Regions from separate parts of the Sus scrofa genome. Here regions 1, 2 and 3 are each linked to region 4. Evidence: chromatin contacts called from public Hi-C, HiChIP or PLAC-seq and promoter capture Hi-C data. All regions are on one chromosome and are shown on one strand. The core of a region is the stretch at or near the end of the contact, and the rest is flanking DNA. Distances in the headings are between cores, read along the strand shown. Region 1 holds the start of MT-2B (metallothionein-2A). Region 2 holds the start of ARL2BP (ADP-ribosylation factor-like protein 2-binding protein). Region 3 holds the start of COQ9 (ubiquinone biosynthesis protein COQ9, mitochondrial). Region 4 holds the start of HERPUD1 (homocysteine-responsive endoplasmic reticulum-resident ubiquitin-like domain member 1 protein).

Region 1 (4,332 bases), core at 57-2,556, 260 kb before region 4:
ACACAGCAAGCACAGCCTGTCCTCCTCCCACCTTCTCACGAAACTCCCCGGTGCAGCAAGCAACGTTTCCTAAGCCCTCCAGGAACTTTCCAGTAACCCGCTGATGCTCCAATGACACACTCTGGGTATTCCCAGACACGTGTCAGCAGGGGGGGGCAGGATGTGCCTCCCCAGAGAGGAATGTGGACACCACATTCACTCGTCCCCTTGAGCAGCCACTGGGGAAGAAAGTTCTTGTGGGGTTTCCCCTTCCAAATATGCCAGGGCCATGCCAACTTTCCAGCCGGCCGCTTCCTGTATCTCAGCTCCTTCCCCTCCCCTGCCCAACAAAGACTTCCTCACCCTCAGGCCCCAGGCAATGGCCCACCTCCCCCCAGGCTAGACTGGGTTCCTCTCTCCGAACCTCCTTCCCAGCCAATGACCCTCGTATTAACTTCCCCACACACCAGTGAGGCTGCCCCCCTGACTATGAGCTTTTATGGCTCCTGATCCTTATTCTCCCCCGAACCTCCTTCCCAGCCAATGACCCTCGTATTAACTTCCCCACACACCAGTGAGGCTGCCCCCCTATGAACTTTTATGGCTCCTGATCCTTATTCTCCCCCGTTGGTGATGCCTACCCTTAGAGGGCCTTCAGCATCTGCTGGGCCCACTGATTTGAATGACCAGGCTCTGCCACTCAGCAGCTCTGTGACCTTGGGCAAGTTCCTTAACTTCTCTGGGCCTCCATTCTCTAAAGTGGGAATGATGAATAGTCCTTAGCTCACGGGGTTGTTGGAGGATTAAACAAGCGCTGGAACATAACACACTTACTACCGTCCCTACAGCATGGTGAAGCCCTCAGTATACAGTATGTCATCACTAACCATCCCACGGGTTTAAAATGATGCTACACAATTATTAAGCCTGGACAGGTACAAAGAGTTTTTTCAATCTGTCCTGACTTCCAACCGGTTTTCTTTTTTAGCAGGATCCCTGAGACCAGCTTTCACCTGCCCTCTAACCTCTAAAGTTCAAATACAGGGCAGGGGGAAGGCAGTGGCCGGGGACCTTGCCCGCAGCGGGTGGCAGGGGCCGGGCGTTTGGCACACGGCCCCTGGCCGCCCCCACGCGGCATCCGAGATTTGCGCGCGGCCCCTCCCTCGCCGAGGTGCTCACGTTGGGCGGCTTCTGGGAACCGTGGCCCCGCGGCCCGTGTGCACAGCCCGGTGCGCCGCACGGGCCGCCAGTGACTCAGCGTGGGGCGTGTGCAGGCGGCGCCCGGCCCGGCAGGGCTTTTGCACTCACCCCGGCTTCTTCCCGCTATAAAGGCGGCCCGCCGCGCGCTCCGCCCCAGCGCGCCGGCTCCACCTCCTCGCCCTCCTTCTTGCCGCGGTCTCCGCACGCCAGCCTCCGCTTGAGCTCGCCATGGATCCCAACTGCTCCTGCGCCGCTGGTAAGGAGATCTGGCCCAGGGCTGACGATTGATGGTAAAGCTAGAGAAGCAATTTCTGACTCCCCACTTAACGTTCAGGGTACTAACTGCCTTTTCTAAAGCGTTTTGATGCGCCCTCCTCTGAGTTACACGAGGAAACCCTGCCTGACCACTTAAGGAAATCAGAGTCCGTGGCTTACCTACGATCCCACGAATTGGTTGTGGAACCCGGTCTCTTGGCACGCATGCCCGCGATCAAGTCTCCAGGGCCCGTTCTTACATCTGCCTTTCTCTTCGCAGGTGGGTCCTGCACGTGTGCCGGCTCCTGCAAATGCAAAGACTGCAAATGCACCTCTTGCAAGAAAAGTAAGTGCAATTCTCTCTACGCCTACCCCTAATGCGCTCCCCCTCCCACCGTGTTGTTAGCCCTCTGCGTCTCCGAGGGGAATTTAAATAGGGCAGTAGATGTTTCTTCCTCAGCAAAGGCGGCACTTCTCCTGGGGAGGATGGGAAGCCTTATTAATCCCTAACCCCAAGCGCTCATCTCTGCTGCCTCCTTCCCTTCCCCAGGCTGCTGCTCCTGCTGCCCCGTGGGCTGTGCCAAGTGTGCCCAGGGCTGCATCTGCAAAGGAGCCTCGGACAAGTGCAGCTGCTGCGCCTGAAGTTGGGGAGACCCTGCCCCAGATGTAAATAGAGCAATGTGTACAAATCTGCATTTTTTAAATACAACCTGACCCGTTTGCTATATTCCTTTCTTTTTTCCCATAAAGTACATGAATGATAATAAAAATGGTTGGCTTTATTCTGGCTGTTTTCCTTGACTTGCTCACCAGGGGAGTGGGGAATGGACTAGAAGTACTTGGTTTCTGGATGGAAATGTTAGTCCCTTCAAGCCACGTTATCTCACTGAACTTCATCTTCTATCAAATGAAAGAGCCGTAGGCCAGATGCTATAAGGGTGTTGGGCTGATACAGAGTCTGCTCTGCTGGTGGCTCAGAAACTTCTCAATCCAGAATTCTCATTCTGCACCATTTCAACTTCACTTCCTCATTGGATTTTAGGCTTAAAAGTGACTAAAGAGGTGGAAAACTCCCCCACTTGCTTGAATCTAAATGGGGTGCCAGAAAAAAAATCCCCGTAGTGAAGGAACAAATTTGATTTCCTACCCATCACAGACAAGACTTGGTTTTTAAAAATTACCATAAAAATGCCACAGAAGTGGAATTCCTGTCGTGGCTCAGCAGTAATGAACCCAACTAGTATCCATGAAGACATGGGTTCCACCCCTGGGCTCACTCAGTGGGTTAAGGATACAACATTGCCACTAGCTGCAGCATAGGTTGCAGATGCAGCTCGGATCTGCATGGCTGTGGCTGCGGCGTAGGCCCACAGCTGCAGCTCCAATTGGACCCCTAGCCTGGGAACCTCCATATGCTGTGTGTGCAGCCCTAAAAAGACACACAAAAATATGCCATAAAAGAATGATACAAAGCCCGTGGTTTTAAATTCAACACATGTAATTTCAATAAATATATGAAGAACAAATAAGAGAGGTTTTAATGCTTTTTTTTTTTTTTGGCACGCCCTTGGCATGTGGAAGTTTCCAGGCCAGGGATCAAATTCACACCACAGCATCCACCCAAGCTGCTGCAGTGGCAATGCTGGATCCTTAACCCACTGTGCCATGAGGGAACTCCAAGAAAATTAGAAATTTTATAAACATTCATTGAAGGTTGAGCACTGGAAACAATTCATAAACAAGCCCCCCACATCCTGTATGGCACTGCTGCCACCTCCCCGGCATCCACACAGGAAATGTACACTTGGCCAGTTCCAGTGACCTGACAACCACCACCCCTAACAGGTCTCTGTTGTGACTTGGCTCTGAATCTTTGCAAGTCCTTCCCTTGCTCAGGCTGAAATCTTTCCCTCCAAAGTCCAGCCCTTGGCAACGTGAAAGTGGCAAAGTGACAAGGGATTTGGAGGGAATTACCCAGTCATTTCCCATGGAGAGGAGGTGTGCCTGAGAATTGGTTCCAGATGAGTATTTCACGTCTGCCTGGAAACGGTGTGGGGATGTTTATTAAGCAGGAGGCGCCCACGGTCTCGTAATTAATGCCAGCAATTAGTCCTCCAGGCTATTGGTACAGGGAATTGCTATTTGATGTAAAATAAAAGGGAAAGACACGTCACGTGGCCCAGGAGTCAGGCCCACGCTTGCCCACAGGTGCCCTGTGTGAAGGGGGGATTTCAGAAAACAGCCCGAGCTGACTGTGTGGGCCGCTCAGTTCACCGCCTACTTTGCCACAAGTGGTATGACCTGTGAGAGTGCGTCGACATCTCGGAGTCTCCCCTTCTCCACTTGTTTGTGTTTTTTTGTTTTTCTTTTTAGGGCCACACCCATGGCCTACAGAAAATCCCAGGCTAGGGGTCAGATCAGAGCTGCAGCTGCTGGCCTGCACCAGAGCCACAGCAACGAGGGATCCCAGCCGCGTCTGCGACCTAGACCACAGTTCAGGGCAACGCTGGATCCTTAGCCCACTGAGCAAGGCCAGGGATTGAACCTGCGTCCATTTGTGAAAAGGAGAGTATATCTCTATGTGGGGATTAAAGGACAGTGTCCTGGCTCCTGGCTTAATAAGCAATGGCCATGACGATCACTATGTCCCCACTGGCTGTCGGGAGAGGGAATCCTTTCAGCTCCCAGCGAGCTCCTGGAGAAATGCTCACTGGTTTGGAAGCATTACTTTGGGTGGGAGGTTAAGGATAGGGACTGGAAATTTGCTGATCCGGTACCAACGAAGTTTGGGTGACTTGCAATGAGCTCCCTGGGACAAGACACTGCCACAGCATTAGGAGAGATTCAGAAGCCTTTCCCATGTTTGTGTCATTTGAGCTGCACAGGAGCCAGTGAGAG
Region 2 (3,859 bases), core at 351-2,850, 310 kb after region 4:
TGGTATCTGGCACATGGCTGAGTAAGTGGGTACCTGTTATCTTTATTCCCATTTGTTCTTGGAGCCAAAGACAGTGACATGGATTAAAGAGGGCCACAAAATTCTTTGACGTTCCTCTCCTCTATAAATGAAGTTTATGTCATCTCCCCTTAAATCTGGGAGGGCTCTGTGTTTGACCAGTTGAATTCAGTGGAAGTGATAGGTGCCTGTTTCTAGTCCTGGACCTTTTGTTAACTGGCAGTTTCCACTGTCTCTTGAAATATTTGCTCTTGGACCTAGCCTCCACAGGGCGAGAAAACCCAAACATGCCCGAGGCAGCCCCCCAACCCACCCCACCCCACCCTGTAGTCCTCTGGCTGACAACCACAACTGAGTTGCCACAACCTATACTAACTTGCCAGCCAATGAGTTAGCTTCTTGGAAGAGGCTTCTCTAGCCCCTTTCCAGCTGCCCCAACTGATGCCAAGTGGAACAGACTAGATGCCCCTACCACATCCTTTCCAAATTGTAGATTAGCGAGCAAAATAATTGATTTTTTTTGTTTAGCCAATACGTTTTTGGATGGCTTGTAACAACATTAGATAACCAGAACACCTGACATTAAGTTTCCACCTCCACTCTGATCTAGTACATGTATTTGCAATAGAACATGTGGGCAAGTTCATTTGGTCCAGCAGAAGTACATGTGGTTTATAGTAAAAGCAAGCAATGAGGAAATTTGCTGAGTTGCCTTGACCAGTGTTTGACGTAACAGAACTCTGCTCAGTTGTTCAGAAGATCTTTCTAGATGCCTGCCCTCTACTTAGTGCTTGCTGAGCAGAGGTAGTACCTCTGAAAATTGATCTCAACCTGGATACAGTTGTGTTAAGGTAACTTTTTAGTTCCACATCCTACTGGTATCTATTTGATGTCCATTCAAAGATGTCAATTCACTCAAGCTGGCCAAGAAAAATCAGGTCTAGGGTATTTTTTTTTGCAAAATTTGGCAGTTTGGGAGGGGACTTTTCCTGGAGCAAAGTCACCTGACTGCGTTGGCTCAAAGTGGTTCTGTCAACTTTTATCTTGCCTAGTTACCCAAGAAACCAAATAAGGTTCCCGCCAAATAATGTTTGATATCATATGACTATGACATTTATGATGTGTACTACAAGTCATCTTCTTGCGGTGGGGCTTTCCTTCCACGAGGAGTAACTGCCTCGCAAATCAAAAGTCTACATTTTCTGGCTCAAACGCTAAGGTATTGGCTCTCAAGAGATTTTCGATTTACAACGCTCTTAAAACTCGGAAACTAATCAATCGTCTTCTCAAATCTTCTAACTCATTCCCAAATTGCAAGTGAGGAGGAAATCTAGGTTCTCTCTGGGCGTCAATATCTCCCTTATCAAAATGGGGGCGACGTGAAATTTAATCTCCAGTCAGCATGAGCAGACCTCAGCGAGGCCCCTACCTGCCCACCGAGGGCCACCTCCCTTCGCGAGCACCCATTCCTTCCCCTCACTTCCTCTCCCTATCTTTGTCCCGCCCCTGACGTCGGGCAACGTGCGCCTGTGATTGGCTGCCAGGACCCGCAAGACGGCGGAAGGGTCGCGGTGGCCATGGTAACTGGAGGCGGGGCGCAGTAACGGACGCCAGGACGCCGCTGTAGCAGCTAGATACGCAGAGAGGCCAGCCGGGACGAGCAGGCCCGGCCGGCGCGTGGCCACAGCCGGGAAGCCCGAGACCAGGGCCTTGCGCGCAGACTCTAGCGGGCTGGGCCGTGAGCCGACCGCGGCCTCGCCGTCGAGACCTCCCTGATGACTGTTGGGGCTCTGCAGAGCGGAGCAGAGACTGGGCCCGGGTCGCGGGCGCGGTAGGAGGCCGGCGTGCCCGCTCTCCTCCTCGTGGTGGATGCTGCAGCGGCGGCGGCGATGGACGCCCTAGAAGAAGAGAGCTTCGCGCTGTCCTTGTGAGTGACGCTGCCTGGCTGGAAAGACTGGAGGCCGGGCTGCCGACGCTTGGCCTCGGCCTCAGCGCTGTGAAACGGGTATCCTCGGTGGGGGTGGGTTAGGGGAACCCTCAAGGCTCAGCCCCAGTTTCAGTGGTTGATTCTGCCGCAGCGGCGACGGCGGGATTCAGGCCTTAGGGACCGGCTTGCAGGGCCGTGTCATGCGGTGATCCACGCATCTATCACAATCCTCCCCTCCCCTCCCCCACCTCCAGTTCTTAGTCGTCAGCAAAACCTGGCGAGTTTGAGCTGCAGAGGCCCGACCGCGGGTCGGAGGACCCTCCATCACTACCACCCCCAAGAACTCCCGATCTAATTGCCTCCTCCCTGGCCAGTGTCTTAACCGCACCAGGTTTACGCCAGCCCACAAGCAGATAGGTGTGGGGTGATAGCTAAGATGCGGTGAGTAGAACCCAAAGGAAATAAATAGGAACCTTAAGATGTCCCGTGCGTGCTTTTGCTCCTTATGTCTCTTTTGGTAATTCCTTGTGTTGTACTAGGTTTCCTATTTTCTTTTTTTTTCTTTCCTCTTGTTTTTGTTTTTGCTTTTGCTTTTTATGGCTGCACCTGTGGCATATGGAAGTTTCCGGGCTAGGGAACAGCCACAGCAATGTAGGATACAAGCCGCGTCTGCAACCTACACCACAGCTCAAGGCAACTCTGGATCCTTAACCCACTGAGGGAGGCCAGGGATGGAATGGATACTAGTTGGGTTCGTTTCCACTGAGCCACAACAGGAACTCCCTGTACCAGATTTTCTGAAAATGGAGACATTACATTCACAGATGTGTCAAGTGTGTTTTCTTCTATTTGGAATTGCTAGATTAAACAATAATCATTCTTAATTCTTAAAGTTGGGTGCCTGGAAGTTTGCTTTGCTGTTTTTTCTTTTGTGCGTTTTTGAAAATTATCTATAATACGTTTTTCAAAAAACAAATTATTTGAAACAGCATCTAATCCAGGCCTGTTTTTCAGCTCTTCCGCCTCTGATGCAGAATTTGATGCTGTGGTTGGCTATTTAGAGGACATTATCATGGGTAAGCTTCCTTACTTGTGCTCTTTATTTAGAACCTTGTTTTTAAGGACATTGAACTCCATTTGGAGAGTTAGCTTTTTATTCTTTATTTTTTGGCCTCACGGGTGGCATGTGGAAATTCCCAGGCCAGGGATTTAATCCCAGCCACAGCTGGGACCTACACCACATCCTTAACCCCCTGTGCCACAAGAGAACTCATGGAGAGTTAATTTCAAAAGTAGAGACAACATCAAGCTTGCATATATGCTACATGTAGCAAGCACACTGTAATATGAAAAAAGCCTTTACTGTGATTTATCTGGGAAGCATAGAGCCTTAAAACAACTAATAACCATCATAGATTCAGTCCCAGGAATGGACTTATTCAGATAATGGGGCACCTAGAACTTACAGGACTCTTGGAAACTAAAGACAATATTAACCTACTTTATTTCAAAGAGCAATTTCGTCTTTTGTCTTTTTGTTGTTGTTGCTATTTCTTGGGCCGCTCCCACGGCATATGGAGGTTCCCAGGCTAGGGGTTGAATCGGAGTTGCAGCCACCGGCCTACGCCAGAGCCACAGCAACACGGGATCCGAGCAACGTCTGCAACCTACACCACAGCTCACGGCAACGCCGGATCGTTAACCCACTGAGCAAGGCCAGGGATCGAACCCGAAACCTCATGGTTCCTAGTCGGATTCGTTAACCACTGCGCCACGACGGGAACTCCTCAAAGAGCAATTTCGTTTTTTCAGTCTTGAGTTTTGATATTTTTGTGACATAAAATACAGTGTAATACCAAAGCACGCGTATCCGGGTCATACTTCATTTGGTTGCATATTTAACTGGGTTCTGAT
Region 3 (3,854 bases), core at 90-2,589, 470 kb after region 4:
TTCTGAAAACACTGACAGTTATCAGAAAGGAAAGTGTTAATTAAAATGAACTGACTGAAGCTTACAAAGAGCGACAGAAAAGGTGATAATCAGCAAAGAAACAGGAAACTCAAAGGAAAAGACACGGAATATTGGCCTTCAGGCAATTGACACATTCAAAGTTAAGGGTTTCAGAAAGGGTATCCAAGTGCTAGAATTTCCATAGGAAAGCTTCATTGGAAGATGGGTGGACAGTACTCAGAAAACAAGACCTCATGGAGAGATCAGTAGTGCTTCACTGAAATCCAGAAATATGGCACTGAAATTTTAATATTTGGGGAAGAGTTAGGCTTAGAGGGGTGTCCCCCACACCCATTCAGGAGAGAGTACGAGGTTTTGAGAAGACTAGATTTGATTAGGAATGTGCAGGATATGAAGCTAGGGTCCTACTGCACTTACTGTACAGAATGGTATGCTTAGTTAGCTCCTGCTGCCGGTTATCCCTAATCTCAAAACCATTTACTTCTTTCCACTACTAGGAAGACTTGCCTGGTGAAAGATTTCCCAATGAGGCCCAATGCATTTAAATTTCTGTTCAGTGACTAGACCATGACCTCCCTGAGTCACGGAGCGCTTGGCACTCATTGTCAGAATAAATGCCACCAGTCTTTCCCAAACTTGCAGATCGTGTAAATCACCCCCCTGGGGGGGGGGAGCATTTGTTAAATAAGATTCCAGATGTACTGAATCAAGTCTCCAGGAGAAAGACCCCCCGATATCCAATGTATTAAAAAGCATCCTGATGGTTTTTCCAATCTGGCAAGTTTGGGAATACTCAATTATACCAACTCAACACCTTGGAGGTTCAGGGATATCGTACGTTCAAAATTACAGCCTGGAAACTGAAATACCGCCCCCGGGCAGAAACTTCAGCTTTCCCGACATTTGAGAAGAGCGACTGAGACGCAAGGTCACAATAGCTGGCCACTGGCAGAAGTGGGTCTCAGACCCCGGTCCCCTGGGCCTCAGGCCGGGTCTGAAAATCAGGCAGCCCGGGAGGGGCAGAAGCCACCACGCCAAGAGCCTGGGGCAGGAGGGGGTCCACCCAACAGCTCGCATGGGTTTCCCTCGGGCGAAAGCCCTCCGTGGTTCTCAGGGAGGTGGCCATGGCCATGTTTCCGCTGAGACACGGAGCTGCGAATGAGAAATCAGAGGATGTGTGGCAGGGGCAGGCCGGGAGGGGGCCGTTGGGGAAAGTCGGGCTCTTGGACCACCAGGACAGCGCTCACCTGCGGCCCTGGGTTCGCTCCCCGTTCTCCGCAGCAGCCGGCTCCGCGCCTCGCGCCTCTCGCGAGAGGAGGAGGCTCCCGCGACGCAGGGAGGGCGGAAGTGGCCGCGCTGCGCACTCCCTGCTGCCCGTTCTGTCGCGTCGGCGGCGTGCCCGCTTCCAACATGGCGGCGGCGGTGTCCGGCGCGGTCGCCCGGGCGGGCTGGAGGCTCCTGCAGCTGCGGTGCCGCCTGCCCGGTGAGGGGGCTGCCGAGCCAGGGAGCGGGGAGGGGAGGGGAGAAGAGGGGTGCGCGAAGCCGAACCTGGGCTGGGTGAGGGGCGGAAGTAGGCCTTCGTGGTGGCCTGAGAGCAAGGTGAGGTGAAGGGCATAGCGGCTCGCGCTGGCGCCCGGGACTTGAACCGGCTGCGTGGCTGGCTTCTGACTCAGTTCTCCTGCTGTGAGGAGCCAGAGCGTCGGGGAAGGGCCTGCCACTCCCATTTCATGGAGTTGATGGAGCCACAGAGTGGGCTGTGGGCGCCGAAGGTCACACAGCTCATCGGTTGCAGACCGGCAGTCTCGTACCCAGTTTCAACTCCTTGGTCAAGTCCCTTGGGCCCTGGTCACGGGAAACAGCCGCAGAGCGCCTAGTCTGCTTTCTCCCGAGTCATTCCTTTCCCCCATCACTTCAGTAATTTTTCAGTATCCTCTTGCCACCATTACCATTATGTAGTAATTTTGTTTCTATGTCTGAGTTCCTAATAATAGAGGCGTTTACCTAAAAATGAAAGCTTTTTGTCAGTACCCTAAGTGGAAAACCAATGTCACCTTCCTTAAAGAGAATGTATGTACTAACATATTACCAAAAATATGTAACTAATGGAATAGTAAATATTCTTCTGCACTTCAACTAAAGTCATATGGACTACAGTGGTTCTGCAGTATTGCTTTGGGTCCTCCCATGTCCTTTTTGAAGTTTTATAAATATTTGCTCCATTTTTTTCCCCAGTTTGAGTATATACTAAAAAATTGATACTGTTCCACATACGTGCTGTGTTTCTTTTAAAAATCATTGTTTCTGAGTTGGTCTGTAGATTTAAAGAAAAAAAATAAGTGCTGTTTTGTTGTGTGTGTGGTGGTGGGGGGGGTGCTGGCCACCCCACAGCACATGGAGTTCCCAGGCCACCGATCGGATCCGGGCCACAGTTGCCACCTACACCTCAGCTTTGGCAACGCTGAATTCTTTAACTCACTGTGCAGGTGGACTGCATCCTAATGCTGCTGAGACACCACAGATCCCTGCATAAACTCCTGTTTTGTTGTTTTTATACAGAATTCCAAACTAAATATGTTCAGTAAAAGTAATGCTAATGACCCAGCAAATCTGGGTATTTACCCGACAGACGTAAAATCATAGGTCCATAAAAAGGTTTGAACAGGTATATTCATAGCACCTTTATTTATAGTGGGCAACACTGAAACAGCCCAGGTGTTCATCAGAATGATGTTTCTTTCTCTCTCTCTCTTTTCTTTTTTCTTTTTTGGCTGCACCTGCAAGCTTGTGGAAATTCCCTGGCCTGGGATTGAGTTTGAGCTGCATCTGCTTCTTATGTCACAGCTGCATCAATGCCAGATCCTTTACCTGCTGTGCCAGGTGGGGATCCAACTGGCAACGAATGCCACAGAGACAAGCCAGATCATTAACCCATTTGCGGTGGTGGGAGCTCCCAGATTATAGTGTTTCTTAATGGAATACTTCTCAGTAATAAAAAGTAATTGACTGGAGTTCCCTTGTGACACAGTGGGTTAAGGATCTGGCATCAACATCGCCATGGCTCAGGTTGCTTCTGTGACGCAGGTTTGATCCCTGGCCAGGGAGCTTCCACATACTGTGGGTGTGGCCAAAAAAAAAGTAACCTACCGATTTACACAAAGATATGAATCAGTGTAAAAGATATTCTAAGCAAAAGAAGTCTTACTCACCCAGGACATACAGTATGATTCTATTTATTTATTTTTTCTGTCTTTTTGGGGCCGCACTCTCCACATATGGAAGTTCCAGGCTAGGGATCAAATTGGAGCTGTAGCTGCCAGCCTACGCCACAGCTCACAGCAACACTGGATCCTTAACCCACTGAGCGAGTCCAGGGATTAAACCTGTGTCCTCATGGATACTAGTCAGGTTCTTAACCTGCTGAGCCATGACAGCAACGCCACACCATCCTATTTAGGTGAAATTATAGGACAGACGAGACTTGAGTGAAACATTCAGAACAGTGTGGTTGGGGAGTGACTGGGAAGGAATAAGAGGGAATTTTCTGGGATGATGTTGATCTCTAGGTAGAGGTTCAAGTTAGGCCAGTGTACACATTTGTCGAAACTCTGGATTGGCCTGTTTAAGCTGTGTGCATTTCATTGAATATAAAAATGTCATCTCAATTAGAGAATAGTAAGTATGGAACACAGGTTAATGATAAGTATGCTGAAACTGTTTAGAGAGAAAGAATACTGAAGTCTGCAACAAATGCATCACAAAATCAGCTGGATTGAGGAGTTCCCGTCGTGGCGCAGTGGGTTAAGGATCCGGTGTTGCCGTGAGCTGTGGTGTAA
Region 4 (4,163 bases), core at 1,253-3,752:
GTCATAGGTTAGGTGTGTCTTTATGAAAACTGCCAGGCCAATTTCCACAGGGGCTGTACAACTTTATACTCCTACCAGCCATGTATGCCAGTTCCGATTGCTCCATATCTCTGTTAATACTTAGTGTTGTAAGAACCTTCACTTTGAAAAAAGAGTTCCTCAGGGGACTCTGTCTTCAGCTAGGCTCTGGAACCTCTGGGCTGGACTTGTTGCATTTGCCTAAATTTTTTTTTTTTTTTTTTTTGTCTTTTTACAGCCACTCCAGAGGCATATGGAGGTCCCCAGGCTAGGGGTCTAATCGGAGCTACAGCTGCTGGCCTACGCCACAGCCACAGCAACGCCAGATCCAAGCCCCGTCTGCAACCTACACCACAGCTCATGGCAACGCCAGATCCTTAACCCACTGAGCGAGGCCAGGGATTGGATCCCAGTACTCATGGCCATTTTTGTCAGATTCTTAACCCGCTGAGCCACAACAGAAACTCCTAGACACTATTATTCTTGATATTTTACAGATGAGGACATTTAGGTACAGAGAGGGTGAGTAACTTGCCTGAGGTCACACAGCTCATAAATGGCACAGCTGAGTTTGAAACAGGCAGTCTGGCTCTGGACCCATCAGCTGAACCACTGAACTATACTTGCTCATACAAATTGTGTACACAAGTCCCTATTAGATTTAGTTAATAATTGCTGCCCTTATCATTTTTATTCAAATCCCACTCATCTTTCAAAGTTAAGCTCAAATTCCACCTCTTCCATCCAGTTTTCTCTGTCTCCCCTCTTCTCCACCTGCCTCTGTAACCCCTCAATGTAATCATGAATCATTCAGAGATGTATGAGATTTTGGATTGTCTTTTTTTCTGTTTTTTCCCTGTCTTATCACATTGATTATATTCGTAAGGTCACTGAGAATAGGGTCATTCCATGTTTATCTTTCTATTCCTAGCATTTAATGTTTTCATAAATTCCTGAATTTAATGTTTTTATAAATACAGTTGGCCCTCCACATCTGCGGGTTCCACACCCACCAATTCAACCAACTGAAGATGGAAAATGTTCCAAAGAAAAAAAAATTCCAGAAAGTTCCAAAAGGCAAAACTTAAAATTGCCTCGCGCTGGCAACTATTTACATAGCATTTACATGGTATTTATAATTCTTTACATTGTATTAGGTATTATAAATAAGCTAGAGATGATTTAAAGTATATGGGAGGGTGTACATTGGTTATATGCAAATACTATGCCATTTTATAGAAGGGACTTGAGAAGCTGAGGATTGGGGTAATGGGGGGGTGTCCTGGACTCAATCCCTTGTTCTATAGGCAGAAAAATAAAAGTCCTTTAAAAGGAGCTAGCTCATTGATTACTCAAGAGGGAATCACAGAAATTGGATTGCCTTTTCCCTAGGGAAAATCACACCCCTTTAATTTCTTACTATTGAGTGAAAATGGATGTGCTGTTTTAAGGACTTAATGTTTGTCGCTGCAGGCTACAGAAAACCATGATATATGGCATATATCTGAGTTCCCAGTGAAGCTGTTTTTTCCTGTCTGGCTGCCTCCTCTAAGGCCTTCCGCTTGTCTTACCTGGCCTCATAACCATCAGAAGGAACCAACCCTGCCTGACACCTTGATCTCAGACTTAGCCTCTAGAGCTTTGAGACAATACAGTTCTATAGTTTTTAACCACCCAGTTTATCTTAATAGACCCACCAACCAGACCAAGTTCCTCCTGACACACCTGGCAAAACAGACGTCCCAGCAGGATTAGAACAAATGGGGCAGCACAATGTCAGTTTTGTATGTCAAGACCTTTTTTTCCTACAGATGGAGAGTGCCTGCATCAGGGAGGCCTTTGTGGTCACATTTTTAGGACACTGAGAACCCTGCCTGCCTTGTCTCAGCCCCAAATTCAAGGAAGCATGTGTTAGTATTCTATGACGGGAGGCCCTTTTCTAGCATCTCTCAGCATAAGCTGGATTGTGGCCTGTTGGCCCCCCCGTTAGGGTGATGTCCCCACACTTGGGGATGTAACGTTCAAGTCTGAGGCCACAGATGAATGGCCAACATCAGTTCGGATGCCTGCATTCTCAACCCCAGGAAGACTCGCCCTTTATTTTCCTCGCCCTTCTAAAACGCACCAGGAGTGCCCTTCCGGGTGGGCTCACAAATAGGATCACCCCGGTTCTTTGAGGCAGGAGTCAGGGGTTGGGGAAGGCCTGCCCCCGGGGGGGCGGACCTGACCTCGCCCGCCACCCAGGGAAGGCAAGAGTAAGTGGGGCTGGGGTCAAAAGGGCGGGGGTGCTGCTTTGTGAGGAAACAATTTGCAGAGGCCGCCAGACAGGGGTCTGCAGGGCCGGCCCGCCCCAAAGCGCCTTGACCAACCCGAGCCAAGGAGCAAGACCGTATCCTCAGGGCCGAGGCGCCCATGCGGGCCGCTCGCACCCCAGCATGGCCAGCGAACGCAGATTCTGCGGCTGCAGCAACGACTCTGGGTGACGCCACGGCGGCAGGTTGCATCAGCCCTCGCCCACGTGCTTCGCCCGCCCTTCCGCCCACGGAGCCGGGCGCCGATTGGGCCACGTTGGGGCAGGGGCCTCCGCCTCAGCCAATGGGGGGCAGCCACAGAGCGTTCTGTCGGCGGAGCCCGGGCGCGGGGTCCCTATAAAAGGTAGCCGAGGTGGGGGCGCGCGCCCCAAAGACGCAAACCGTTGTCGCGGCGGTTGTGGGCTGCTGCGAAATCGTCTGCCTGGCATCCGGGAGCGTCGCCGAGCCCACAGCGCCGCCAACATGGAGCCGGAACCCGAGCCCGTCACGCTCCTGGTGAAGAGCCCCAACCAGCGCCATCGCGACTTGGAGCTGAGCGGCGACCGCAGCTGGAGCGTGGGCCGCCTCAAGGCCCATCTGAGCCGCGTCTACCCCGAGCGCCCGGTGAGAGGGGGGCCCCCGACTCCCGCTGCCAGCGCCCGGGCTGTCCACCTCGCGGCCCCTAAGGGTGCCGTGTCCCCCTCCCCTTTGCCTTTACTTCCTTTCGCCGGCCTTCCCCCGACGGCCGGTGCTCCCCAGGTCTGCTCTCCCCGACCTGTGGTCTCCCTCTTCCTGGCCCCCGTCCTAGCCCAGTGGCTGTCACTTCCTCGTTCCAGGCCGCCATCGCTCCGCCTTCCTGACTGGCTGCCTTCCCCTGTCGCCTCGCCTCCTAGGTCCCCAAGACCTCACACTCCTGCCATACCTGTCCATACCCCTTCGCTGCACCCTAGATCTGGCGTCCAGCCGTCCCCCGACCACTGATACAGCCCTTTGACCTTGAGCGAGTCATTTCACCCTCCAAGCCTCAGTTTCCCCAAAACGTCAGGGTGACGAGGTGTGTTCCTCGTTAGGATTGCGCCCAATGAAGACGAATGAGAAAACATAAAGGCTGCGAAATGAGTTCTCTGAATATAGCCCCTCGTTGCGGAGAGGAGAGGGCAATTGCCAACGCCAGCCAGTGGCCAGAGAAACATGGTGGGCACCGGGCAGTGTGTACTTAAGGTCCCACACCCAGGAGCAAGACGTGGCTCTTTCCCTCCCAGTCCATCTTCCGCCCTGGGCCCCTCCCTGTGAGCTGGACTCCACAGCCTTTGCTTAGTCGTAGGGGGAGAGTGGTGCACTTTCTGGTAAAGAGTGATTCGGAAAGGAAATAGGTGGAAGGAATCTCCTGAGTCTGGATTTTAAGACTGGGGTCTCTCAATTACAGAGATTTCCTCGCTTTGTTTTGGTTGACATGTCTGTCAATATCACCCTTAGCGCCGCCCTCCCCCCCTGCCCACCACGTGATGGAGGCTCTGAGCTGGACCTTCCTGTATTTACTTTCTACTCTAATATTATGTAAGCCTCAGCAGTGTGCTTCACCACCCACAAATGTAATTCTCCATCAAACAGGAGAGGGCATCAGGGCTGGAGACGATTGTGAAATCGTTCCTTCTTTGAAGAGTTGCAACGTGTCGCAGCTCATGGGTCGAATTGTTTTCGTTTCTCATTGTAGAGGATGTGGAAGTGAGTTTGCTGTCAGAGTCGTTCTTTTGAAATGTGCTTATTTATTTAATAAGCTCCCATTCCTTTAGCATTCGCCTTGGCACTGTTTGTAATTTCACCGTGGCTGCCTCCAAGAAACCAGGTGGCAGT

Evidence for each region. Promoter capture Hi-C pulls out the DNA fragments that hold promoters and counts their contacts. A called contact is a pair of places that touch in the nucleus more often than the background predicts. HiChIP or PLAC-seq counts read pairs in DNA pulled down with a chosen protein or histone mark.
Region 1: a contact with region 4 is called in a promoter capture Hi-C map of liver, with 5 times the contacts expected there. The contact joins the promoter of MT-2B here to the promoter of HERPUD1 in region 4. A contact is called at or near these places in 1 of 5 promoter capture datasets (liver) and 3 of 47 Hi-C or Micro-C datasets (liver and skeletal muscle).
Region 2: a Hi-C map of liver shows a contact between it and region 4, with 4 times the contacts expected there. The contact joins the promoter of ARL2BP here to the promoter of HERPUD1 in region 4. A contact is called at or near these places in 3 of 47 Hi-C or Micro-C datasets (embryonic fibroblasts, fetal skeletal muscle and liver) and 2 of 2 datasets of contacts at active chromatin or transcription factors (alveolar macrophages and skeletal muscle).
Region 3: a contact with region 4 is called in an H3K27ac HiChIP or PLAC-seq map of alveolar macrophages. The contact joins the promoter of COQ9 here to the promoter of HERPUD1 in region 4. A contact is called at or near these places in 1 of 5 promoter capture datasets (liver) and 1 of 2 datasets of contacts at active chromatin or transcription factors (alveolar macrophages).

What each region holds. Positions count from the first base shown.
Region 1 is chr6:18,643,819-18,648,150 of Sscrofa11.1, forward strand. It overlaps MT-2B (metallothionein-2A), which reads left to right and starts at 1,307. Exons shown (of 3, transcript XM_003355808.4): 1 at 1,307-1,435; 2 at 1,715-1,780; 3 at 1,985-2,216. The coding sequence starts at 1,408. The coding sequence ends at 2,076. LOC110260926 (a long non-coding RNA gene) reads right to left here. Exons shown (of 4, transcript XR_002344542.1): 4 at 3,927-4,332.
Region 2 is chr6:19,205,413-19,209,271 of Sscrofa11.1, forward strand. It overlaps ARL2BP (ADP-ribosylation factor-like protein 2-binding protein), which reads left to right and starts at 1,601. Exons shown (of 6, transcript XM_003126968.4): 1 at 1,601-1,945; 2 at 2,960-3,021. The coding sequence starts at 1,908.
Region 3 is chr6:19,371,713-19,375,566 of Sscrofa11.1, forward strand. COQ9 (ubiquinone biosynthesis protein COQ9, mitochondrial) reads left to right here and starts at 1,340. Exons shown (of 9, transcript XM_003355802.4): 1 at 1,340-1,504. The coding sequence starts at 1,432. CIAPIN1 (anamorsin) reads right to left here and starts at 1,373. Exons shown (of 9, transcript XM_021093909.1): 1 at 1,269-1,373. It also overlaps a transcript of CCL17 not described here.
Region 4 is chr6:18,898,669-18,902,831 of Sscrofa11.1, forward strand. It overlaps HERPUD1 (homocysteine-responsive endoplasmic reticulum-resident ubiquitin-like domain member 1 protein), which reads left to right and starts at 2,503. Exons shown (of 8, transcript XM_021093900.1): 1 at 2,503-2,933. The coding sequence starts at 2,793.